2 separate regions of the Zea mays genome follow, and region 2 is linked to region 1. The links are chromatin contacts, called in public Hi-C maps. All regions are on one chromosome and are shown on one strand. The core of a region is the stretch at or near the end of the contact, and the rest is flanking DNA. Distances in the headings are between cores, read along the strand shown.

Evidence for each region. A called contact is a pair of places that touch in the nucleus more often than the background predicts.
Region 2: a Hi-C map of ear shows a contact between it and region 1, with 2.2 times the contacts expected there. The contact joins the promoter of LOC100191467 here to the promoter of LOC103632535 in region 1. A contact is called at or near these places in 5 of 25 Hi-C or Micro-C datasets (bundle sheath, ear, endosperm and 2 more).

Annotation. Positions count from the first base shown.
Region 1 is chr7:86,640,983-86,644,569 of Zm-B73-REFERENCE-NAM-5.0, forward strand. LOC103632535 (pyrophosphate--fructose 6-phosphate 1-phosphotransferase subunit alpha) reads left to right here and starts at 1,937. Exons shown (of 19, transcript XM_008654305.3): 1 at 1,937-2,309; 2 at 3,141-3,347; 3 at 3,350-3,431. The coding sequence starts at 2,214.
Region 2 is chr7:86,980,997-86,984,583 of Zm-B73-REFERENCE-NAM-5.0, forward strand. LOC100191467 reads right to left here and starts at 1,956. Exons shown (of 3, transcript NM_001136900.1): 1 at 1,696-1,956; 2 at 264-344. The coding sequence starts at 1,839.

The DNA of each region.
Region 1 (3,587 bases), core at 687-3,186:
TTATATTTGTAAATTTCAGTTTCGCCCTATTCACCCCCCCCCCTCTAGGTGACTATCAGTTGTGCTCCCAGAAAATCGGATAGGAGAAGCGTCAGGGGTAGTGCAACGTGTGTGATATCATGGTCCCCTGAGATGGTGATATCATGGCCCAAGGCTTAATAAAATTAATAGAGTATCCATACCAATAAGGTGCATCTTCTTTTTCGGAAGCCTATCTCGAAAGAACCTCCAAGTTAAGCGTGCTTGGTTTGGAGCAATTTGGGATGGGTGACCGACTCGGAAGTTTTCTCGGGTGCGCATGAGTGAGGACAAAGTGTGCACAAAAGACCTGTGTTGGTCTGTGGGGACAATATATAATTCTAGAGAGCTGCGAGGAGTAAGTACTGCGGTTCAGGGATTGAACGAGGTGTTACAAGTGGTATCAGAGCCGACCCTCTCGGTTTCACGAGCGTGTGTGGGTTAGGGTTCGGGTATATGACGCATGGCTCATGTGGGCCCAGAGTGGTCACATGACATGACATATGACGACACTAGACACACATACATGGCTAAGAGGGGAGGTTACTGAATTGATGTTGACCGACGAGGACGTCGGTCTTCTAAGGGGGTGGATGAGATCATCGCTCGATCTGTATACCATTGTTTGGGATGGTCATAAGAATGATACTTTTCTGCCCAATCTGTATACCATTGTTTGATGAATAAACCCAACAACGGTCGGAATAAGAACCTCTGGAAAGTTAAGCCTCCCTTGAAAATAAAGGTTTTTTTGTGGAATTTATGTCGGGGAGCGATCCTCTAAAGATAATTTAGTCAAAAGGTGTTGGAAAGGTTGCTTGACTTGTAGCTTTTGCAACCGTAATGAGAGTATTAAACATCTCTTTTTTACTGCTATATGGCCAAAAGCATATGGAGAATTATTTATTTTGCCTTAAAAATAGACATGCCAGTTAGCATTAATCATAGTATCAGGTCTTGGGGAAGCAATAGGGGTCCAGGACACAAAAAAATATTACTTTATGGAGTATCAGCTTTATTTTGGTCTATTTGGCTCAGCCAAAATAAGGTGGCTTTTAATCATAAACCAATATCATTAATTGTGCAGGTCATTTTCAGAGGTACTCACTGGTTCAGATTCTAGAGACTTCTACAGAGGAGGAATCACAACAACAAATCCTCGACGTTTGTCAAACTTTGGAAGTGGTGGCGATGAAAATCTTTGTAAATCATGAATAGCGCTCAAATGCTAGAATTGTGGATGACTAGTGTTATACACAGTCTTGTCGTTTTGCTTCTTTGAGTTAGTTTCTTTATTAAGCAACCTCATATGTAATAATTGACTTGTATTGACTGTACGCATTTCAATGCTAAAGCCGGAATTTATGTTTCCGTTCTAAAAAAATCTATGTTTTTCACGGTCATTTTGACTAAAGTTACATGAGAAGGTGAGTACAAAATCAAGCGTGATGCTAACTTTCTACGAAGACCTAGAAAATTTTGAAAGAACGTCCAAATCCATGGGAAACTACAGGTGTCTAGCAAACTGGCTAGTAAATCCATGGGAGCAGAAACCTAGTGCCGGTAAACAAAGATTCTGAAATGTTGGCTCTTGCCAAACTGCATGCATCTCTATCTCTCTTCCTGTACCGGCCGGCAAATCGAATGAAACATTATTCCACCACAACAGAAGATAAATAAACAAAAGCAAATTACGGTTGCTTTCGTCGTCCGGGTGACAACTGACAACGACGTCAAGTATAAATTCATCACTGGACGCTGACAGACACACCAACGAACGGATGATAGCTCAGGAGCATTTCAATTAGTTATTTTGGATGGGAGGACAACACTTTTGCTTGGTTCCATCTATCACCTATAGCATGTGTTGTAGTTGAATTTTACTTGCTGCTCTATATATGCAAAAGGAGGCTGCAGGTTGTGACCTTGAAGGTCACTACGGCTGACCTATGAGAAAATAATCACAATCACAACTTTGAATTCCAGCACATAGAAAAGAGGTTAACAAGGGAAATGGGGTCAAATCGCTGTTGGTAGCATCAGGGGCCAACAACAACAACAATAAACAGCCACTTCTTTCCTCCCTTACAAAAAGGGAGCGAGGTAGCTAGGAAGAGCACAACGTACAGCTGCCCTGCAAAAACCCAGGAACTGAACTGTGCTGAGGGAAAGGAAAGGAAAGGCAAGGCAAGAGGATGAACACCGACGACCTGGGCTCGCCGAGGGAACTCACCGGCCTGCAGCGGAGGAGGGCGCTGTACCAACCGGAGCTGCCTCCATGTCTTCTTCAGGTTTATTTGCGTTTTTTGCCTGCCAGCATCTTCTTAGTTTCTCCTTCACCTGCTGCATCTGCCGTCCAAGCATGCATGCATGCATCCTGCACCTTTGGTTTCTCGATTTGTGTCGTGTCGTGGATGTTTCCAAGAGTTGTTCCATTCTTATGATGTTGTCGATGTAACAAAAACACATGCTCCTTTTTCACCGCCATATATATGAAAAGCGAAAAAAGAGAGAAAGAAACCGCTCGATTTTGGACGCACGAGACCTGGAAATTTCGTCAGCTCGCTGAACAGGAAATGAAGACAACGGGTGTATTGCAAAAACAAGAAGCTCACCAAAAGATTCTTGTGGTATATCAATCCTTAGAGATGGTGGTAATGGAGATCCTTGCAAAACATGGTTGGAGTTCTAATGCCAGATTAAAGGACGCTTGATTCGAGAACAAGTTCTTTTTAAGAATGTTACTTTTTTTTAATAATGGATGTTTTATTAATTTTTTAACTGTAATGTCAAACTATAAAAGGCTGGAACATTTTTTGTTTCCATTATAAAAAAATGTAGGCTCCACTCCTATACTCGTCTTCCTTCTCTAGTAATAGCTTGCACAGGGGTGGCGGACCCAGTGCTTCTAGAGTTCTAGAGGAAGCAGAGACTTGTTGATTCATAATATAGACAGAAGCTTCTTCCTCTCACAAGTCACAAACCCTTCTTTTTTTTCCATTCAACAGGATTCAAAGTTTTGAAAAATGTGTTCCAACCACATGGCGTCACAACAGGATATTTGACGCTGATGGTTTTAGCATCGTCTAACGTTTCCGAAACTTGTGATGGGATATGACCAGGGAACGAGGGTGGAGTTTGGGGACCCAACGACAACCATTGATTCGAAATGCGCAGACATCGTCGCACAGGCATTCCCGCACACCTTCGGTCAGAGGCTGGTGCGCTTTCTGGAGCCTCACCCGGACACGGTGGTCTCTGGTTCTTCTGACGCACAAGAACGCCCACCAGTTAGGTTGGGCGTGGTGTTCTCTGGAAGACAGTCACCTGGCGTGGCGGGCATAATGTCATATGGGGTACTTTCGACGCTATGAAAGCTCGGAATCCGCACAGCGTTCTGCTTGGGTTTCTAGGTGAGCGTATCTCCATGGAGCAACTTCCAGGGTTCAAGCATTTGCATCAGCCAATATACAACATGTTAGTAGAATTTTAAACTACTCTTGGTTCTTGTCTATGGCACATTCTGTTCTTGTCTATGGCACAGTTACAGTTACAGGGTACATACTTCC
Region 2 (3,587 bases), core at 706-3,205, 340 kb after region 1:
CCCTCTTATGTACTCTTTTTTTTCTTTTGTCTCTTGTTTTCTAAATCATCTGTTCTTCTCTTGCTACCTTAATCATTCTTAGGCAAGGATGCTACTGATATCTTGGTGATCTCGTTTGTTAGACAAAAGTTTCTTATTTTTTAATTAAATAAATTCTATTATTGAGATTGTCTAGTAAGAACAGTCGGTGGTGGTCCAAATAGAATTCGTACGCTTAGAAAGAAAATAGAAAAGGGAGATGTAAGTGGACATATAGCTGGTACCTTGTCAGCCACTCTGGTGCTGGTGGGTTCCTCCATCTTTTGCTGCTCTCCATCAGGCGCATTCAGTGCGGAGTGGGAGATCTGCATATCGACACACAAATGTGTTTATGGAGTAGGATACATTTGTACACTGCCGGCAATACAGCTGCATTCAAGATACTGTTCTGATGGCAAACAGCATTTAATACGCTTCACGAGGAAAACGAAAAAATAAGAAAGAAAGAAAGGCAACTCTTATATTTGTGTACTACCAAAATAATTGATGCCAAGTGCCAACAGTCAATTTACTGCATAACAGGTCGATCTACAGTTCCCAGGGAAATAAAAAATAAACAATTTTTAAAGGGGAAAAAAGGGGCAAATTTAAGGGAACACAAACTACCCCCCATAAAAATAGGTGCCCTATGTAGAGCAACTTGCAGCCACTAGCAATCCTGAAATTGGGGGAGAAAGGGCCCCAATAGGACCCAAGACAACGCAGAACAAGATAGCCTTAGAGAAAATATATTCATAGGTCATATTTTGAGGTTGAAATCTGAGTATATACAATATATTCGAAATGTAACATGCGCAGAGTTTTCAACCATGTATAGATGCCCGGATCAAAAGTCATATTTTGAGGGAAAATAAATGACCGTAAACATGGTACATCGAAATTTGAAAATTATGCTCAAGAAGGTAGTACCCAGTACCAGGGGAGAATTATCAGCACCAAATCATTGCACTGACGCCCCTCATTCATGGATGAAGAGTACGAAGAAATACAGACCGAAATCAGGTAGGTCGACGAACTGCTACCAATATTTTTAGCAAGGAACACCTACGGGAGAATAAAGGCAAAAGGATTGTCCAAGCCAAAAAAAAACCAAAATGCGCATAGGGGGGTGGTTCTTGTTAAAATCCGAATCTAATCACTAGTAGTTAGCATTTATAGTTTGTTTGCAGTAAAACACACGCACACACCAAAACTAACCAGGAAGTAGGGCATTTGGATGAGATGAAATGTAAAAGAAGCAAGGAGGCGAAGGAACTTGTGCTTTCGATGTAAGCGGTTAAGAAAGGGACGAAAGGAAAAACAAAATGCAGTTGAGAAAAGGGGTGAAAGGGACAGAGGGAAACGAGCGAGCCAGAACAGGACATGGACAGATGCATTGATTTTGCGGGTGGGAAATTAAAATTAACTCAATCCAATAGAATGGTGCCTTTTTTATAATGCCACTGCAATCAACCAGGAACTTGCACATAATCTTGTTTTCGTGAGGATAAAACAGAGGGAACCCGAGAAAGAAAGACAGCAGGTCTGATAAGACCGAACAATGCAGTAAAAACGAGCTGCTTCTTGGAACTTTTTTCGCCACGAACAGCTGCCCCCAAAGCACATAAATCCTCGGAAGCAAGAGGGGAGACTGGAGAGAGTGAGAGAGGCACGTACGATCTTGGAAGGAGGCGGGGAGGGAGAGGCGGCGTAGGAGAAGAAGGAGGCGCATGAGAGGCCGATCCGCTTGGCCGCCGCCCTCCGCCACCTCGCGAGCGTCCCTTCGGCGGCGCCGTCGCCGCTGGCACAGCCCCCCACCATTGCTCCACTCTTTCCCACTCAGCTGATAGACTACACCGCCATGACCTCTTCTTTCTTGCTCCACTCAGCTGCTTCTTTCTCTCTCCAATCTCTGGCCTTAGGTGTCAAGGTGTAATCGCTACCCCGCGCTCTGGCTGCCTTGTGGGCTTGGCTTTGTACAAGGAGCTAGCTGGGCAAGCCGCACGCGAAGCGACGACGCATTTCTCTCTCTCTCTTTGCTATGTAGTGGGGTGAGGTGAGCAGTGCAATGTAGCCCTTGTCATTTTGTCATTTGGATTTCGGACCCACTCTCTCATGAAAACAAATGGACAAATGGTGATTTATCACTGGACTGGATTGGAGTAGTGTAAGGGCCTGTTCGTTTCTGCAGGATTACACCAAGAATTATTCCCGTTGATCAAAACTTATACAAATTAGAGAAGCAATCCAGGCCGGAACAGTTCCGGTCTTCTATTCCCTATCAACCGAACGGAGTCTAATGGGGTAGGCCATGTATTTTAAAATATAGGATTAATCCTAACCCAGGATTAACTCACAAACGTTGGTATGGATCAAGCATCTCTAAAAGTCTCGATCTCTAAAACTTATCTTTTAAATAGTTATTTAGATAATTAATTGTATAAAAAAGTTTCTACACTTTTGGTTTCCAATGATTTTTCTACCACTTATAGGTACTCTAAAGAACTATTGTCGTTATCTATCTTTGGTTAACGAAAATCAGGAACAGATATTTATTGTATTTGAACAACCAATAGAAAAGGATATTAATGGGTGTGTTTTTCTTTTACAAAGTCTCCATTTCTAATAATTAAAAAGAATATAGATAATCTCTTAAAACACATGTTAGCTATGCCTTCCGTCCTAAAATAATTCTAGCACGAAAGCAAGTTTTGAGGTTGACTAAGTTTGTATATAAAAATATTAATATTTATTTGATCGGTGTCCAAACTATGATTACTATTATAATGATTTTCAATTGCAATGGTCCAAACTTACCAGAATATAATTTTATCTTTCAAAATCAGCCCTCCATTAATTTTGAGCATTCCAAGGGTCCGCATGGAAATAGAGACCTTTGCTTGCAGAATGCTACCGGCAAGCAAGAAGCAAGTGAGCTGCTATTTCACCGTGGTCCCACCCTTGTGCTGTGGCCTTTTCCCCTATTTGGGCACGGGAACAGCAATTTTAAAACCTGCTCATACTACCGTACGGACACGGAGCGTCACATCTGATCTGAGCCATTGGTTGGCCGACATGCTTGCCGATCGCAGCCGCTCATCATACCGCAACGGCCAGTGAGAGACTGACTGGCCAGCGGTCGGTCAGTCAGTCAGTCAGTCAGCAGCGGCACAACGCCCAAAATGTTCAGTTGAGGGCTTTTGTTTTCCTTCATCTTTTGTTCCTCTCTTTATTTATTACTAGGAGTATTTTATGCCAAGAGCTAGAAGGAAGGTTGTGTCCAACTCTAATATAATCTATCTCCTCCTTCCTATCTATTTTTACACTTTAAACAACAGATTAAAAAAATATAAGATATTTAAGGGTACAATAAATACATAAGCACAAAAATCTAGAGTAAAATATGTTCTTAATACAAGTCTTTGATACCTAGATATAGAGGACACTATTAGAGAGAATAAGATATAGATGAGCAAATTTTAAAGAAGTCTATAACCAATAAACATAGAGAAGATATATAGACAAAACCGTGAGAAAGACTAAGGACGTGTTTGGTTTCAACGTATACT